2 separate regions of the Sus scrofa genome follow, and region 1 is linked to region 2. Evidence: chromatin contacts called from public HiChIP or PLAC-seq data. All regions are on one chromosome and are shown on one strand. Each heading gives the region's core, a stretch centred on a gene start, on an enhancer-like site or on the middle of the called end of the contact. The rest is flanking DNA. Distances are from core to core; before and after follow the strand shown. Region 1 overlaps ANKRD33B (ankyrin repeat domain-containing protein 33B). Region 2 holds the start of ROPN1L (ropporin-1-like protein).

Evidence for each region. HiChIP or PLAC-seq counts read pairs in DNA pulled down with a chosen protein or histone mark.
Region 1: an H3K27ac HiChIP or PLAC-seq map of alveolar macrophages shows a contact between it and region 2. The contact joins the enhancer-like site here to the promoter of ROPN1L in region 2. A contact is called at or near these places in 14 of 47 Hi-C or Micro-C datasets (alveolar macrophages, brain, embryonic fibroblasts and 9 more) and 2 of 2 datasets of contacts at active chromatin or transcription factors (alveolar macrophages and skeletal muscle).

What each region holds. Positions count from the first base shown.
Region 1 is chr16:203,213-208,142 of Sscrofa11.1, reverse strand. All of the region lies in intron 2 of ANKRD33B (ankyrin repeat domain-containing protein 33B), which reads right to left. Among named protein-coding and RNA genes, the nearest start is that of ANKRD33B, 56 kb to the right of the region's middle. Within about 2 kb of position 3,137, at least 28 of the 83 cell types and tissues checked have an H3K27ac peak or open chromatin away from gene starts, as enhancers often do. A contact at or near this core is called in alveolar macrophages, embryonic fibroblasts, mesenteric adipose tissue and 2 more, where this site is marked.
Region 2 is chr16:41,981-46,466 of Sscrofa11.1, reverse strand. ROPN1L (ropporin-1-like protein) reads right to left here and starts at 3,168. Exons shown (of 6, transcript XM_021076812.1): 1 at 3,031-3,168; 2 at 2,530-2,704; 3 at 788-911. The coding sequence starts at 2,660.

The sequences.
Region 1 (4,930 bases), core at 1,888-4,387, 160 kb before region 2:
CATGCAACTTTGGCAGAATTATTTTGAGCTGACTGAGAAGAAGCAGATACAAGAAAAGCCCCCTGCCCTCCCCCATTTACCTAAAAGCAGGACATGAATTTTCTGATTTTATGCTCTTCTTTCCCCCCAGTTTTACTGAGATATAATTAACATACAGCACTGTGTAAGATTGAGGCGCACAGAATAATGATTTTACTTACCTATATCATGAAATACTACCACAATATGTTTAGTTAACACTGGTCATCTCCTGTAGGTACAAAAGGAGAAGGGAAATGGCTTTTCTTCTTTGCAATGAGAACTCTTCAAAAACTAGTTTCCTTTGTCGTGCCATTTCTCCACACATCTGTTGTTCTTTATGGAAGATAACATATAAGCCAGTTCTGAGCCACTTCCTTGAGTTACTTGTTTTTCCCAGGGTGTCCCCCATTTATACATGAGGTTATAAACATCTGGTTTTCTCTTGTTATTCCTTTATGACAGGGGTCTCAGACAGGAACTCAGAAGGGAAGAGACAAGGTTATTTTTCCTGCCTTATATCCCCTCTTCATCCTCAGCTCTGGTACCATGCCCTTCTACTTGACTCTGTAATCACACAACTCTCTTTTAAATTCACCTGAGCACCATGCTTTCTCAAATCTGGTGGCCTTTGCACAGGCTAGTCCCTTTGCCTAGAATATTCTTCCTTTGCTTTTAATCCAGCTACCTGATGAGCCATCTGTTTCAATGGAGGCTCTGCCCTGGTCCCCAAGCCTGGAGTAGGAACCTGAACCATGATGCCCTAGGCTCCACATTTCCATGTGGCTGTGGATTCCCACGGTCACCACAACCCTCATGACCCTTGCTCATAAGTCCAAAACTTTAACTGATTGGAAGCTCAATAAATATTTCGTTAAGTGAAAAGGCTGAAGGATTCCTATTTCTTCCTTGAAAAAAGCTCACTTATCAAAAAGGCTGCCAGGAATTCCTATTGTTGTGCAGCAGAAATGAATCTGACTTTTATCCATGAGGATGTGACTTCAATCTCTGGCCTCACTCGGTGGCTGGGCGATCTGGCATTGCTGCACTGCCGTGGGCTGTGGTGTAGGCTGCAGACAAATCTTGGATCCCGGGTTGCTGTGATTGTGGCTGTGGCTGGCAGCTGTAGCTCCGATTCAACCCCTAGCCTGGGAACTTCCATGTGCTGAGGGTACTGCCGCCCCTAAAAAGCAAAAAAAAAAAAAAAAAAAAAAAAAAAAAAAAAAAAAAAAAAGGCTGCTCAAAAGACTGCCAATTATCAAGCCATAACCCACATTCTCTAAAGTCACACAGCCATCACAATTATTAATTATTGATTCACTTAACATGTAACTGAATACCAATTATGGGCTAAAACCTTGCTTATTCCTTTATTCAAGGAAAAGAAACAGACAGTAAGCCCATGCTGCTCTAAAAATGGGACAATGTTACAAAATTTAGGGTTGTCTAAAGACTTGATTGTTCTGACACCAGGCACTCAAAAGGTAGTTTCCCAAACCAGGCCAGTAGAGGGAACTGTTGACTGGCACTATCAAGTCCCTGCAGCGTTGGAGAGAAGAGATTCTCTCCATGCAGAAGAAGGGAGAGTGCAGGGGGGAGCAGGGGAGGGCAGCCCAGACAGGCCTCCTCTCTGACACCGAGGGGCAGGGCCAGGTCCTGCGAGGAAGGCGCATTGCCGTGCCTGGTCAGAAAGGCTCCGAAAACTGGTGTTTAACAGGAAAGGCCAGGCAATGCTGGAAACCTCAGAGACTTCCCAAGTTCTAATTTATTTGAAACAGCAGAAACTGAGTAAAAGGAAAATGCTTCAAAACTCCATAAAAATCACAATGAGGTCAGATTAAAATCAGGACCGTGTGATGATAATAAAATAAGATAAATACAATGAAGAGGCATCTATTCCTGGCTCAGGCCAACTCATACACTCCCCTCTCAAGTGGGACCCTCCCGAAATCCAGGGTCCCATTAGAGTCGGCAGCCTGAGCCCATGGGCTATCCCCAGGAACCTCAGGGCCACCCAGTCCCCAGCAACAGTGACGTGAATAATAGCAGGCTGGCTCTCAAGGCATTTCCTCCAAAACCTGAAAGGTAAGTTCGAGGAATAATAAACAAGTTTGAAGGATGCCCAGGGGTTACTTACACGGAACCAACTTGATCTTACCCAGTTTTTCTCCCTGCGTCTTATTCCTGCTAAAGAGGAACAAGAAATGGAGAATGTGGAGTTCCCGTCGTGGCACAGTGGAAACAAATCCAACTAGGAAGGATGAGGTTGCGGGTTTGATCCCTGGCCTCGCTCAGTGGGTTGGGGATCCGGCATTGCTGTGAGCTGTGGTGTGGGTCGCAGACGAGGCTCAGATCTGGCGTTCTGGCGCCTCTGGAGTAGGCTGGCAGCAACAACAGCTGCAATTAGACCGTTAGCCCAGGAACCTCCATATGCCGTGGGTGCAGCCCTAAAAAGGACAAAAAAAAAAAAAAAAAGAAAAAAGAAAAAAAGAAAAAGAAATGGAGAATGTAAACACATAAAGCCTGGGACTGGTAATTCATTTCTTTGATAATCTTACTGCACTTTTGTTAGGGGGAGTATGGAAGAGAGGTTCAAATTATTGGCTAAATGAGATGGAGGGTTTATTTGAGGCTCTATTTTCATACATTCTCTCCACAGTAAAGGCCTACTTCAGATTTGACTGTATCTTTATTCTGCATAAAGATCCTTGGAGGTTAGGCTTTTCAGAGGACACCGAACAGGCAGATCAAGGCATCTGCATCTTAATTTGCACTCACAAATGCTGCGTGAGTCCTGTAAAAAGCCAGGACTCTCAGACAAGCTACACAGCCTAATAGCAAATAATGTAAACATGCAGTCGCTTTACAGTTTTTCTTAACCACACAGATTCTGTGGGGCCCCATGCCGGCCTGACCAAGTCATCTGGTGTCACTCCACCGCCCTGGCCAGCAACTTGTTTTGACGCTGAGGCGTGTGACACAACCCTGGCAGATAGAAACAAAGCTGTTCTGGAGGCTTCTGGAAATGTTTCCTATCTCAGAGAACAGATCTCATACAGGGCTTGGCTCCTCCTTCTTGAAAGCTCTCATGGTGTAACATGAAGCTATGCTGCTTGGAGCCGCCAGGCTGTCTGTGGATTGTGAGGGAAAGGTCAAGGGCATTTCTGAGAAGCTGGCCCTGGGTCCTGACATCACAAAGCCATGCAGTGAAGCAACGCCTCAACTGCCACCTTCAGACAGGTCATGTTGCAAGCCATTTCCTCATCGCTGAAGCCTGTTTCCCTATGTATTCAGTAAGTCGAACCCAAAAGGATCGTAACAGATCCTAGCATCCGATGATAATCAGGGAAATAAAACTGCAAACGTGAGATTTGGAGTGGCCTGACACTGAGAAAAGTCCCTTTCCAGGATAAGAACCCCCTTGGGAACATGGTGGGAGGTAGGAGTTGGCACAGGTTTCCTTAAAGCCACTTGGCAGGGGTTATATAATGTGCACATTTAAAACGCACAGGCCCTGGAGTTCTTGCTGTGGCATGGTGGGTTAAGAATCCAACTGCAGTGGCTCAGGTAGCTGCAAAGGTGTGGGTTTGGTCCCTGGGGCAGTGGGTTAAGGATAGGGCATTGCCATAACTGAGGTGTAGGTCACAGCTGAGATTCAATCCCTGGCCCAGGGAACTTCCATATGCCATGGGTGTGGTCATAATAAAATAGAAAATAAAACGTGCACGCTCTTTGATGAAGCAATTGAATTCTGAGAATCATCCATCCATTTCTTTTTTTTCCTTCTCTGCCTGGCTCTGACCTCCAAAAACTGCACTTGCAGGTTCCTTAGTCCTGAAGGTGCGGCTCAGCTGGGGCTGGAGGTGGGGGTGTGTGTGGGGGGGGTATGTGCCCTGCCCCCATCTACCTCCCACCTCAAGGGGCTCAGATGTCCAAGGTCCCAGCTCCTGGGGGCAGGGGGCAGCCCTCTGAGTGCCCCCTCTCTCCAGGGCCCACCCCTAAGCTCTGCCCACCCCCCAACAACAGTCCCCCTACAGATTCTCTACATTAGCCTCTGGGTACACCTGCCAGGATGCTGACAGGTAAGCCCTCCTCAGAAATGTACCCTGAGACACAAGACTTCACTCCAGCTTTGTCCATAACAAGCTCATCAGAAACCCCTGCACACTCGACTTTAAATTCAGGAGACAGGATTATGCGTACTTTTGCCTGTCCACCCACAGACCTAGCACTTAGCCGAGCACTTAGACATGAAGTGACTGCTGGGTAAATATTTATTTTAAATGAGGAACTTGCATAGAATGGATGGGCCAGAGTTTATTGAACTGTTATAGGATGTGAGGGATACAGCTGTGAACTTGCCATCACTCGGGTGTGCAACTGTAGGAACCAGGCAAAGTTCCTAGATCGATGGAATGGAAAAAGTTAAAATCACAAGCTCTCCAGAATTATCCCATTCATGTAAACAAAACAACCTTTTGAAAAGGAGAGAAGGAAGGGTAATCAGCTAGAATGCAATCAATCGATGAACTGGCGAGAGGGAAAAGAGACATTTCTTCTTCTTCTTTTTTTTGTCTTTTTTGGGCCACACCCATGGCGTATGGAAGTTCCCAGGCAGGGGTTGAATCAGAGCTACAACTACCAGCTTATGCCACAGCCACAGCAATGCCAGATTCCAGCCGAATCTGCAACCTGTGCTGTAGCTCACAGCAACACTAGATCCTTAATCCACTGAGCAAGGCCAGGGATCAAAGCCAAATCCTCACAGACGCTAATTTGGGTTCTTAACCTGCTGTGCCACAATGGGAACTCCAATATTGCTTCTTTTTTTTTTTTTTTTTTTTTATATTGCTTCTTTTTAAAAAAAAATACTTCCATGGTGATTTTTTGCTGTAAGCACGTGTTAGTAGAC
Region 2 (4,486 bases), core at 1,919-4,418:
GCCTATGCCACAGTCACAGCAACACCAGATTTGAGCTGCATCTACACCACAGCTCACATGGCAACACCAGCTCCTTAACCCACTGACTGAGGCCAGGGATAGAACCTGCCACCTCTTGGTTCCTAGTTGGATTCATTTTCGCTGAGCCATGATGGGAACTCCTTAATTTGGTATTTAAAAGAAATTCTATTTCAGTATAATCATGAATAGCATTTTTTTTTTTCTTTTTAGGACCGCACCCATGGCATATGGAAGTTCCCAGGCGAGGGGTCTAAGTGGAGCTACAGCTGCCAGCCTACACCACAGCCACAGCAACGCCAGGTCCGAGCCGAGTCTGTGATCTACACCACAGCTCATGGCAATGCCAGATCCTTATCCCACTGAGCAAGCTCAAAGATTAAACCAGCATCCTTGGAGTTCCCGTTGTGGCTAAGTGGGTTACAAACCCAACTAATATCCATGAGGATACCGCAGGTTTGGCCCTGAAAAAGCAAAAGAAAGAAAGAAAGAAAGAAAGAAAGAAAGAAAGAAAGAAAGAAAGAAAGAAAGAAAGAAAGAAAGAAACGCATCCTCACGGATGCTAGTCAGGTTCATAACCCACTGAGCCACAATGGGAACTCCTATTTGGGGTTCTTTAAACCAGAGAAAGGCCACTGAATACAAGATTCCTTCTTTGAATAAACTTGGAGGTTTCCCAAAGGGAAGCAGGGCTTGTATGGATGATGGGGAGGTTTCTGCCAAGCTTTATCTCAAGTTCATCTGACTGATGACAAAGACAATCTTATACCTGCTTGTGCAAAACTTTAAGGAGTCCTTGAGTCAGGCCTGTGTCTGTTTTCTGAGTGGCCATGGGCATTTCAATTCTGTCCTTTACAGGAAGTGGATCTCCTCTTGACAAAGCTGAAAAATACCTGACAACGACATGCATTGCTGAAGGCTCATCTGTGCATCCAGCTGACTTCATGCACTTTCATCAGTGACCTCAGAGGGAGACAGTGATGACGGAGGACTGTGCTAGGTCCCTGGCCCAGCCCCTCTACTCAACTGACTTAACATTCTCCACATGCCTCAGTTTCTCTGTCTGCAGAGTGGGGAGAATGGTGGCCCCTGTCTCAAGGCCCCCATCTGCACTCCTGGGGGTCTCACGACACATGCTAATCTCATCAAGTAGATGCCACTAGAGGTCCTGAGATGTTGCTAGAGGAGGTGGAGGTCAGGGCCCCATGTGACCCAAGTGCAAGGGCATGGTCCAGTAGTATCATTTTGACAGCTGGGGACTTGGCCCTGCTTCTCGAGGGGCTTGATTTCAAGCATCTCTGCCTATTCGGGTCTCAGGCACTCAGAACAGGGAAGTCACCTGTTTGGCCAACTCAGGGCCAACCTCCCCTACTCTTCACCTTTCCTGCCTGGTATTTTTTTTTTTTCTTCAGTATTTTCCCACTCAATCATTCCTTTCTGGGACATGGATATTGGTGCTAATACTAGGAAGAAGCTGGGACACAGAGAGAGTCTGGGGCAACAAGACAGGAGGGGGACAGGACCCCGGGGGTCTGGCTGGAGGGTGAGGGGTGCCAGGCAGGGTCTTCTGGAAGCTCACTCTCTGTGGGTGCATGCAGCTGAGAATGGCTGCTGAAGCCACATCATTTGCTGCCCTCACAACCTTACCACTGTCAGAGAAATGCCATATCCAGGAAAATAAGGCACTAAATCATCCAGGGCTACCAGTAATAATTTCAAAGATACAAGTAGTTAGAAAACATCTCTGAACATGTAACAAAATGTAGATCAATAGATATTTGATGGACTAAAAGAAATTTTATATCTCATCCCCTTTTTCTCTCTCCACCCCCTCAAATTCAACTTTCACGCTCTTAGGACAAGTTCAGACATATTTTGTTAACTTAATGTCTGTTCCTAGAAGCAGAATGTTTGTTGCAATAAACTGTGACGCTCATATGCTTGAACTAAGCTGGGCAAAGTTTAACTTTACAGCAGCCTTGGGATGGTTACTTGACATAAACTAGTCTTTCTGGTTCCAATAACCTCAAAAGGTACTCAATCCTGGAGGATTTTCTGAAGACAAAGAATATAACCATAAGATTCTTCCTTGTAAAAATCATTTCACAAATAAAGGGACTGTGATAGTTCGAGTTTATAACACAAGGCAGAAACTTTTTACCCAATGTAACTGTTTTATAAATTTTAGTCTACTTGCATAAATATCACTCTCCAACAATAGAGCTGCCATTGCTTTGTAGATAAATGGGCATTTTGCAGTAATTTCTGGTCTCGTGGTCAATAAACCACGACGCTTCCTAGATAGATACTTAGGTGTAAATACCAAAACCACTGGTACCTACATTAGGTGTATGGTATCTACAATACTATATTAGGTGTAGATACCAATGCTAAAAAAGGTTTTGCCGGTACTCAGGGTACTGAGCATTGTCCAGGAAGGAGGACTCACTAGGCACGACTGGGCAAAGGGGACCAGGGGGCTCTCCAAGGTCCCAGTCCGGTGGAACTTACCCCGCGGACCACTGCAGCACGTCGGCGGGTTGGGTGCGGATCGCAGCCTTGGTGAACTGCTTCAGGATGTCTGGCAGTTCCGGGGGAATGTGGATCTGCTGTGCGCAGAACATGGTGTCGGGAAGCGGCATCGCTCTCCGCAGACCAGGACCAGGCTGGAAAGAATCAAGGTGTGCTGCGGAGGGAGAAAAGGCTGGTTGGCCAGCCCAGGACACTCGGAGAGACGCGACGGCCAGGGGACCCAGGGGCCGGGCCAGAGCACGGGGTCCAGGGTCCCCAGTTTGAAGCCTAGTGGAGGAAGAGGGTCTGGGGCGGGGCTGGGCGGGGTCCGGGATCTTGAACCAGGCCGGGGGTGGTGCGTTTAAACCAGGCCAGGGCAGGCTGCCCACCTTTCCTCGGGTTTGGAGGGGCCGGGGACCGGGGCTGGGCGGCAGTTTTGGGTTTGAGGGCAGGCCAAGAGGCTGGCTTCCTGAGGCGCCGGCAGCCGGCGAAGGCTCTTACCCGCTCCTCCGGTTCCTCGGAAAATGAGGGCCAACCGCTGGTTCTAGCGCAGACCCAGCAACTGGGCAGCAAGCCACCGCTATTGTTTCGCAGCGGTATCCAAGCAACCAAAACATGTGCGGGCTCCACCCCCTGGAGCCGCGCACGCGCACAAATGGTGGAGCAATGCGCTTGCGCAGTCTGGTTTCGCAGTCCTTTCCTTTACCTCGCTGTAGGAGCAGAACGTTTCACTTGAAAAGGACTTTTTTTTTTTTTTTCTTTTGATTAATTTAATTTTATTGGAGTAAAGTTGACTTACAATGGTGTATTAGTTTTAGGTGTATGGTAAAATGATACAGTCATGCATATAAATATATCCATTCTTTTTTCCCATATAGGTTCTTACAAACTACTGAGTAGATTTTCTTCTGCTACACAGCACGTTCTCGTTGCATCTCTTGTTTTTCTTAATTTTTTTTATTACTCAAATGAATTTATCACATCTGTAGTTGTATAATGATCATAAAAATCTGATTTCACAGGATTTCCATCCCACAGCCCAAGCACATCCCCCCACCCCCCAAACTGTCTCCTCCGGATACCATAAGTTTTTCAATGTCTGTGAGTCAGCATCTGTTGTGCAAAGAAATTCCGTCTGTCCTTTCTTCAGATTCCACATGTCAGTGAAAGCATTTGATGTTGGTGTCTCATTGTATGGCTGACTTCACTTAGCATGATAGTTTCTAGGTCCATCCATGTTGCTAAAAATGCTGATTTCGTTCTTTTTCATGGCTGAGTAATATTCCATTGTGTATATGTACCACATCTTCTGGATCCACTCCTCTGTCGATGGACATTTAGGTTGTTTCCATGTCTTGGCTATTGTAAATAGTGCTGCAGTGAACATCGGAGTACATGTGTCTTTGCGATAGATGTGTTTTGTGTTTTCTCTGGATAGATGCCCAGGAGTGGGATTGCTGGATCCAATGGGAGTTCTATGTTTAGTTTTCTGAGGAATCTCCATACTGCTTTCCACAGTGGTTGCACCAATTTACAATCCCACCAACCGTGTAAGAGGGTTCCTTATTCTCCACCCCCTCTCCAGCACTTCTTGTTTGTAGACTTTTGGATGATGGCCATTCTGGCTGGTGTAAGGTGGTACCTCAGAGTGGTTTTGATTTGCGTGTCTCTAATAATGAGTGATGTTGAACAACTTTTCATGTGTTTCTCAGCCATCCGTATGTCTTCTTTGGAGAACTGTCTGTTTAGATCTTCCGCCCATTTTTTGATGGGGTTATTTGTTTTTTTGGTATTGAGCTGCAGAAGGTGTTTATAAATTTTGGAGAGGAATCTCTGGTCAGTCGATTCATTTGCAAAGATTTTCTTCCATTCTGTGGGATGTCTTTTTGTGTTGTTTAGGGTTTCCATTGCTGTGCAGAAACTTTGAGGTTTTATTAGGTCCCATTTGTTTATTTTT